Regions from separate parts of the Mus musculus genome. Here regions 2 and 3 are each linked to region 1. A link is a contact called in public HiChIP or PLAC-seq data. All regions are on one chromosome and are shown on one strand. Each heading gives the region's core, a stretch centred on a gene start, on an enhancer-like site or on the middle of the called end of the contact. The rest is flanking DNA. Distances are from core to core; before and after follow the strand shown.

The links. HiChIP or PLAC-seq counts read pairs in DNA pulled down with a chosen protein or histone mark.
Region 2: a contact with region 1 is called in an HNF4G HiChIP or PLAC-seq map of pancreatic cancer cells. The contact joins two enhancer-like sites. A contact is called at or near these places in 2 of 15 datasets of contacts at CTCF or cohesin (the NIH/3T3 cell line and large pre-B cells), 10 of 484 Hi-C or Micro-C datasets (the 3T3-L1 cell line, Th1 cells, bone marrow-derived macrophages and 5 more) and 7 of 115 datasets of contacts at active chromatin or transcription factors (the NIH/3T3 cell line, embryonic basal ganglia, embryonic fibroblasts and 4 more).
Region 3: a FOXA1 HiChIP or PLAC-seq map of pancreatic cancer cells shows a contact between it and region 1. The contact joins two enhancer-like sites. A contact is called at or near these places in 7 of 39 promoter capture datasets (3T3-L1-derived adipocytes, the SN4741 cell line, cranial neural crest and 1 more), 1 of 484 Hi-C or Micro-C datasets (nephron progenitors), 7 of 115 datasets of contacts at active chromatin or transcription factors (acute myeloid leukemia, embryonic stem cells, large pre-B cells and 2 more) and 1 of 9 other capture datasets (adipose tissue).

The regions. Positions count from the first base shown.
Region 1 is chr10:111,618,632-111,621,331 of GRCm38.p6, reverse strand. No RefSeq gene overlaps it. Among named protein-coding and RNA genes, the nearest start is that of Gm40763, 16 kb to the left of the region's middle. Within about 2 kb of position 1,286, at least 68 of the 459 cell types and tissues checked have an H3K27ac peak or open chromatin away from gene starts, as enhancers often do. A contact at or near this core is called in the NIH/3T3 cell line and pancreatic cancer cells, where this site is marked.
Region 2 is chr10:111,935,632-111,938,331 of GRCm38.p6, reverse strand. No RefSeq gene overlaps it. Among named protein-coding and RNA genes, the nearest start is that of Krr1, 36 kb to the left of the region's middle. Within about 2 kb of position 1,316, at least 65 of the 459 cell types and tissues checked have an H3K27ac peak or open chromatin away from gene starts, as enhancers often do. A contact at or near this core is called in the NIH/3T3 cell line and pancreatic cancer cells, where this site is marked.
Region 3 is chr10:111,959,432-111,962,131 of GRCm38.p6, reverse strand. No RefSeq gene overlaps it. Among named protein-coding and RNA genes, the nearest start is that of Krr1, 12 kb to the left of the region's middle. Within about 2 kb of position 1,406, at least 20 of the 459 cell types and tissues checked have an H3K27ac peak or open chromatin away from gene starts, as enhancers often do. A contact at or near this core is called in pancreatic cancer cells, where this site is marked.

The DNA.
Region 1 (2,700 bases), core at 37-2,536:
CACCATCAGTGGTCTTCAACCTTCCTAATGCTTCGACCCTTTAATTCAGTTCCTTGTGTTGTGGAGACACACACACAAGCACGCACACACACACACACACACTATTTTCGTTTCTACTTTATAACAGTAATTTTGCAAATGTTGTGACTCATACTGTAAATATCTGATATGCTGACTCAAGTGGGTCTCGAGCCACAGGTTGGGAACCACTTCTCTAGACTCTCTTTCTTATCAGTCAGTTCGAGTGATACAATCAAGATGGTGGCTGCTTTGCCTGAGGACTTTATTCTACAATACCTCGCTATTGCAAAGTGCTCTGTTCCGCTGCTCTCTGCCTCTTGTCCTTAAAGCTCTAGAATCAAGCTTGTCAGCCCCAGCATCTGCCCTGAAGTCCTCACTACTGTATCTAACTGCTTTGTCAGCAATGAATGAAAAAGGAGGACATGGCTGCTCCTGGGTGTGATTGAGGGGAAAGGTTTTATTGTACATATGAGGGAGAGCACATATAAGTCCAAACTAAAACAGGGAGGGGAGGGGAGGGAGAGGGGAGGGAGAGGGGAGGGGTGAGGGGAGGGGAGGGGAGGGAAGGGAAGGGAAGGGAAGGGAAGGGGAGGGAAGGGAAGGGAAGGGGAGGGAAGGGAAGGGGAGGGAAGGGAAGGGGAGGGGAGGGAAGGGGAGGGGAGGGAAGGGAAGGGGAGGGAAGGGAAGGGAAGGGGAGGGAAGGGAAGGGAAGGGGAGGGAAGGGAAGATGACAGGGTATGCCAGCCAGGATGATTTTGTAACAGGTACTTGTGAGCAGGGAAAGACTGTCAGCCAGAGTCTGCTTTGATGTGTTCAATAGACACCTCAGTAGCCATTTGTCCCTGGTTTCCTTGAGATCAAACAATCCCCTCTTAGGGTCCCCGTCATCATGTCAGACTCTCTAACATCAACACAAGTCTGTCCCTCAGAGAACTTCTCCATCTCAGTGAGAGGCTGTCTCAGACCTCATGGTGACTGTCATCTCTTCCTCCTCTCTCTCACACCAGAAACCTTAGTCTGGAAGCAGACTTCCAGGTTTCCCCCTTTCCTACCAGGATCACCCTGGTAACCATGGCTACCCTGGTAACCATCACCACCCTGGTACAAGACTTTGTCACCCCTGGCCTTCTTCTTGCACTTGACTCCCAAGTGGATACCCTTCTTCCACGCATGCGTCACCAAAGCTATTCTCCAACTTAGTCATCAGACTGGTCCTTTCAAAAGCCAGATTATGTCACTCTCCTGATCAAAAGCCACAAATGGCTTGCTTTCTTACTCAGAGCTGAAGTAGAATTCCTTACAAGAATCTACAAGAGCCTTCCTGATCCACCCCACAACTTCGTCATTCTTTTCTCTTCTGCACACCCCCTCCCCCGCCCCCCCCCCCACACACACACACCAGTCGTGATGACTCAGTGCAACGAGCTTCCTTCTTACCCCAGGCGTGGCAAGCACACGCCTGTTCTCACTCACCGGGGTCCTCTCCTAGGTATCCTTGTAGCTCATAGACCTCTTCCAGGCCATCTCTTCCCAAGAGCTGGCTAAGGGCCCTCTTGCTCTATTTGTATGGAAATCACGAATAGGCAAGGGATTGCTTTTCCAGGGTTGGCAGTTCTTGAATACCAGAAGCTATGGACTTGACTTTTAAACCCAGTGACTAATCGCTCTCAGCCCTGAGAATTGAGGCCGATGGCTACACGGTTTAAAAACCAAAGACCTGTAGCTCTCTAGGTGCTCTGACCAAAGCATGCTTTGGGTTTCAAAGGCAGAGGCTTATGACTCTGGGCCCTGAGAATCAGAGACTTATTGCTTCGTGTTTTAAAACCCAGAGACCTAGTTCCCCCTGTTCAGATGAGAGGCTTATGACAAATAGGACTGCAGCTTGCAAATTTCAGGTGTTAGAACCGTTGATGCGAACGACGATCTCTCTCACCTTAAAGGGAGTAAGATAGTTCATTCTGGAGCCATTTTGAGTGACCATGGCCCAAGAACAAAGATTTAGGTTACCCCAAATCCCAGGTTCCATCATGAAGTTTTAGAGTTTTACAGAACAAAGAACGTCATAAATCAAGGCAAGTTTAAAACACACCGGTGGGTACATCAGAGAGAGATGCAACAAGCAAGGGGAAGCAAGCATGTCTATGGGTCCAAGACGCTATCTGATAACATCCTTAGCTGTTGGGTTGGTAGAAACTATCGGCTTGCTATGTTAAGAGATTCCAAAAGGGTTTTGTCCATTAGTCACACGACATTAGTTCTGACACAGGGGTGAGCAAGAAATGGCCATTTAGGAAGCCTGGAACCAGCTCCAAATAAGGTAATTAGCCTCTGGACCTGCAACACTCCAACCTCTCCAAGGTACTGTCATTCTAAACAATTGACTAGTCTCTACAGATACAGCTTCATTACAGGAATTCTCATTTTCAGACCCATCGTTCTGAACTCTTAGATGTTCCAGGGCCCTCTTGGGGGGGAGGGGGGCTTAAGTTGCTGCCTCTGGCGGATCTCTGGATCGCTTCTGATGCTTCTGCACCGTTTCTGGGTGTGTCTGGAGCAGAAAAAGAAAAGACAACTTAGGAGAAGCCTTTACTGGGGTCTGGTGTAGGAGCACAAGGTAGCAGGTAGAATACTGGAGAGACACCATGTGAGTTCACACCAAAACAGTGAAAAGCAACCAGC
Region 2 (2,700 bases), core at 67-2,566, 320 kb before region 1:
CCCTCCTCTTCTCTTCCCTTCCCTCCTGACTGCCTCCCAGCCTGGAAGAAAGTCAGGCCTGTGACACTTAGAAAGCAAGCACCAACCACTGAACTATCCTCTCAGTCCTTTAAAAAAAAAAAGAGGTTTGTTTTTTTTTTTTTTTTTTTTTGAGATGATGTCTTACTAGTTGCCTGCTGCATTTTGTACAGTTTTGCCTTGAACGTACTTTGTAGTTCTGGCAGGCCCTGCCCCTGTGATTCCTCCTACCTCTGCCTCCACAATAGCTGGAATTATAGCCCTGGGACATTAGGCTTGGCCTCTTGGACAACTTTCTTACTTATTCTGCATAGTATTCTTGTAAAATCATACGGTTATTGCCCTTCTATAATATATACACAAACAGGAAGAGAGGAAAAACGATGTTTTCAGTGGGAAGGCAGGGGTTACCTCTAATTTGTTTGGATAATAACTGATGTTTTTCAGCAAAAGGTACATGCTAGCAGCCCTCAGCATGAGGCTTTAGCAACTCACAAAGCTGCTTAAACCTTAGGCTTGAAAGTGCAATGAACTGAATTCTCAATTAGAGGCTAGGAACATGCTGGGTTTGGTAGCATCAGCCTATACATCCCCAGCTACTCTCAGTGGGCTGAGGCAGGAGAATCACAAATTTAAGATCAGCCTGGGCAATTTAGTGACACCTCATCTCAAAATAAAAAGTGGAAAGAGAGAGCAGTAGACAGCTCAGCTTAGAGCATTTGCCTAGTATGCAAGAATGTAGCATTTGCCTAGCGTCTAGCTTCCAATCTCTGTCCCTCTGTCTCTGTCTCTGTCTCTGTGTCTGTCTTTCTATTTCTCTCTGTGTGTCTCTGTCTCAATTCACATTCCAAACACACACACACACACACACACACACACACACACACACACACACACACACTGATACACACACACTGATACACACACGTGTAAATATCATCCAAAGGAAGTACATTCCAAACATTGAAATAAGGGCCTTCGGCTTGACCGTCTTAGAACTAAATTCTAAGAAGGCATGTCCTCACTTCTCGGGTCCCTATGTTGTTTATTTCCCATGGACTTATCTCACTTTCATCCGTGATTTTTCAATTTCTGAAGAAATAAATAGACTTTGGTAAGACCAAATGCTGTTCTAGCCATTTCCTAAATTCCCCACAGTTGTTCTGGGAAGAGTGGGCTCAAGTCCCCTGCTGCCTGTCAGAATGATTAATTAGACTTCATTTCCTGCTGACGTGTCCACCGTCCTTTTCTTACCCCCAATGACTAATAACACTTCTACAAAAGTCCAAACAAATGGCCACAGTATCTAGTGTTTATTTTTGGAAGCTTTTCCCCAGCCAAAATGCACTGAACCTCTCACGAATGGCAGTTTAGAAATTCCTGGCTAGGATTCCTGCCCTGAACAGCCGCACTTGATATGGCTAGATGGCCCGTTGACTGGCACCCTGGGTGGCATCGTGCCAGTATGAGAGTTGTCAAGCTATCTAAATCAAGAATAGGCCCCGAGCTGTGACAAATCCAGATGGGCAGCCTGCTCAGCGACCCGGCGAGGGGCCCTATCTTCTTCAGGAAGTATCCCTGTGCCAGCACAAGAGCATTCATGCCACATGTCTTTCTCTCCACTTGACATCTGCGGACACTCTGAAGAGTATGTGACAAAAGAGGAAGAGAGCAAGAGTGGAAAGGAAGACAGGAGGCTTTCTGGGTGGGGCTAGCAGGGCAGAGACAGAGGTATTGCAGCAGAGGCTCCACATCCATTAGGAACGGGATCTCACTGGCTAGTTAGCCCGTGATGTCAGGATTAGCAGATACCTCATTTCCAGGCCAGTGATAGCAAAACTGGAGGGAAAGAAAAGGTCAGTCAGGAATGGGTTTGTCAAACTGTTTCTAGTTGTGCCAGAGCTTCCCCCACATTTACAGCCATTGCTCAACATATCACATGGCTACCAAGTGAATCCTTAGGATAGGAGAGAGCCACGACCCAAGACACTGGTCCAGAGAAAGAAGTTTAGATGTGTCCTGAACCCAGAACCTGGCAAACTCAGGAGCAGAGGAATAGTTGCTGTTTAGAGAGTTCCAGACATCCAGACAAGCTTGGCATGGCTTTTGCCGATTCATCAGTCAAGCGGAGATGCCTAGTGTTCTAAATATGTGTGTGCACATGGGAGGACTTCCAATTCAACATCTGTGGGGCTGTGACACGGTCTTGTGGCTAATTTAAGGCTTGGGGAGGTTAACATGGGTCCCAGGATCATTCTACACATAATCCCATCTGTAAATTGAGAACTAGATTAAAATACGCCTCAACTGAGACGGTCTAAGCTAAGTGCTGTGGTTAACCCATGGGAATTATTGTGTCCCTTTGCAATCAACTCCTGGATGCGAGTGGACTGTCACACTGATCTTCATCACTGGGACTTCTGAAAAGTCATAAAATACAAACATAAAGCACCATAGGTCAGGGGACTCTAGTGTTGGTATCACAATTTTGTGTGTATGGTGCATGTGTGTGTCTGCATGTGTGTGTCTCTGTGTGTCTCTCTCTGTGTGTCTATGTGCATGTGAGTGTCTTAGTATGTGTATATCTATATGTGTGTCTATGTATGTGTATATTTGTGTGTGTATATTTGTGTGTGTGTGTGTGTGTGTGTGTGTGTGTGTGTGTGCATGTGCATGTGTGCA
Region 3 (2,700 bases), core at 157-2,656, 340 kb before region 1:
TGTAAAGCCAGTTCACACAGTAAAAATCCATAATAACTTGTTAACATTATAGTATGTGACATTTGTTACCTAGAGATAGCTATTTGAAACACCACTGTTTATAATAGGGCCACTCTTCTCCTGGCCTCTTCTCATTACCAAATTTCTCTTTTAGAAAAATGAAATGAGGAAAAAAGTTAACTCTTTGGTAAATTGGAGTCATGATTACATTTCAGAATATAGACGTGTTAACTTCTTAAGATCTCTGAAGAAAAAAAGAACATTTACATTATCTTTCTTCTCTAACTCATTTATATCTAGAAAGGATTTGTTGAATAAATGCATTGCCTACTGAGCATCAGGCAGTTTTAGGCACACATCTACTGTACCAAAGATACAGCATAGTCAGGCTTCTGATCTCATAGTGTGTGCCTCCTAGAACATAAGACAAATAACAATTCTAACACACACACACACACACATACACACACACACACACACACACACACACACACACACACACACACACACACATAGGATTGGAGGTGGGGATTCAGCCAGTCACAGAGCATTTGAGAAGAGAACAGCACACATGATTGTAGAGCCCTCCAGGACTCATCAACAGTAATGCAAAACTCTGGGGTGCAACAGACTTTAATTAAACACTCGTAAGTCACGATGTGAGCGATGTCCCTCCATTATGTGCTTAGTAGCTTAACTAATGATGAAATTGATCTGACAAGATGATTATTACTTTTTCTACCTTATCAGCTTTGGGAAGGAAAGATGGTATGTGACAGTATTGAAAGAGTGGGTAAAATATTAGTCTATGCCATCTAATGATAGAGTTTCTAAGAGGCATGGCTACCACTGAGCTCAATGAAAGTAAGCCCGATCTAGGAAAGATGATGAAGAGCCTGATGCTCTACAGTCTCAGTGAAGCCCGAGAAGGCTGCAGGTGCTCATTTCCTATGAACCAAGGGCATGATGGGATTCTAAGTGCTTGTGATATCAGCTACTTGGGAGGTCGAGGCAAAAGAACAGCTTGGATCCAGGGGTTTGAACCTGGAGTATGAAACTGATGTGAGCAACTTAGCAAGACTTATCTCTTAAAAAGTCAAAGGACTCCCTCCTCCAAACTCATTGTTCTTTTATAAGGAGAGTGGTTCTCACCCAAAGACTGTTCTGTGGTGGTCCTTCCATAATGATGGGAGGTTGTCCTATTGTTTGGGTTCCTTTTGCTGTTGTTGGTTGGTAGGTTTGTTTGTTTGTTTGTTTTGTTTTGGCAGGGTCTTGCTACTTAGCTCAGAGTGGCCTTGACCTCTGGATATTTCTGTCTCAGCCTCCCAGTGCAGAGATTATAGGTATGTAGCGTGGTACTAAGTTCCTTCCCCGTTCTTTTAAAGTCATCAGTGACTTTGAAAGAATAAAAGTCTATTTCCCTTTCCCCATTTCCTCATAGTCTCCGGCAGTGTCACGTCCTTGGTACGTGCTCAGTAAATATTTGCTGCATGAGCAAATATTGGGCAAATAGACAAATGTATGCAATTGAATTCCAGCTATGCAACTTAGGAGCAGTGTGACCTTGGTCAAGTTACTTAACTTTTCTAATTTCCTATGTTCTCAATTTGAAAAGGAAAGAACAATGGTATTTTACCTGCTTGATTATAAAAAAAATTAAACGTCAATGATACAATAAAAATTACTACACCAATCTCTTCTGAGGGCGATGCCTCCAATGATCTAATCCACCTTCCACGAAGCCCCACCCCTTAAGAGTCGGTAGAACCTTTCAGCTTCTTCAACTGAGACCAAGTTTCTAATGCATGATCCCTGGGGAAGTAAACAACTATATAAGATATCCTCTCCCCCCCCCCCACCCTGTGTGTGTGTGTGTGTGTGTGTGTGCGCGCGTACGTGCCTGCCTGCCTGCCTGTCTCTCACTCTTTGTGTCTGTCTCCATCTCTCTCTCTCTCTGAGGGTCTGTCTGTCAGTCTTCCTGCCCCCCTCACCCTCCCCACTGCTCTTTCTCTCTCTGTCATGTGTATGGTGTACAGACATGAGTATCTAGGTAACAGTGCCTGGATGTAACTGGGACACCCTGAGAGGGAGGAAGGGGAAGATGTGGAACCACAGCTGGATCCCAACATGTATACCACAACAACTCACCAGGCCTCACCACAATGTAGTCTCTCATCACAAAAGCTACTTGATTTCAGGTAAATCAGGGGACATGAAAGGTCACAGTGGCTAGAAGGCAATTTGAATGTGTTTTCCTTTCAATGGTGACTTCTTCTTCTTCTTCTTCTTCCTCTTCTTCTTCTTTCCTTAAGATAAATTTCTTGTTTGGTCAGCATTCACTGGTGATAACAGAACATCTATTACAACTTGTGGGGAAACATGGTTCATTAAGGTCTACCATGGCTGGATAGCTCCTCTGAGCTAGATGCAAACTGGAGGACTCCCTTTACCAGCAAGGCCTCCCCTTGTCTGGGGAGCCAGTCCCACCATACCCTGTGCCTGTGGAAGGTCAAGTAGTCCTTGGCAGACCTACAAGTTCAACTTCCTCCTTCTCCATAAGAACCCGCCTAGCAAGTACTTGGGACTCCTGGAATGCCTCTCCACACAATGAGGACTTTCCAGTACTTTAAACTTCAGCCAATGGAACTTCACCTCAAGAATCCCTTCACATTCTCCATGTTCCTATATATAGCCCTTGTT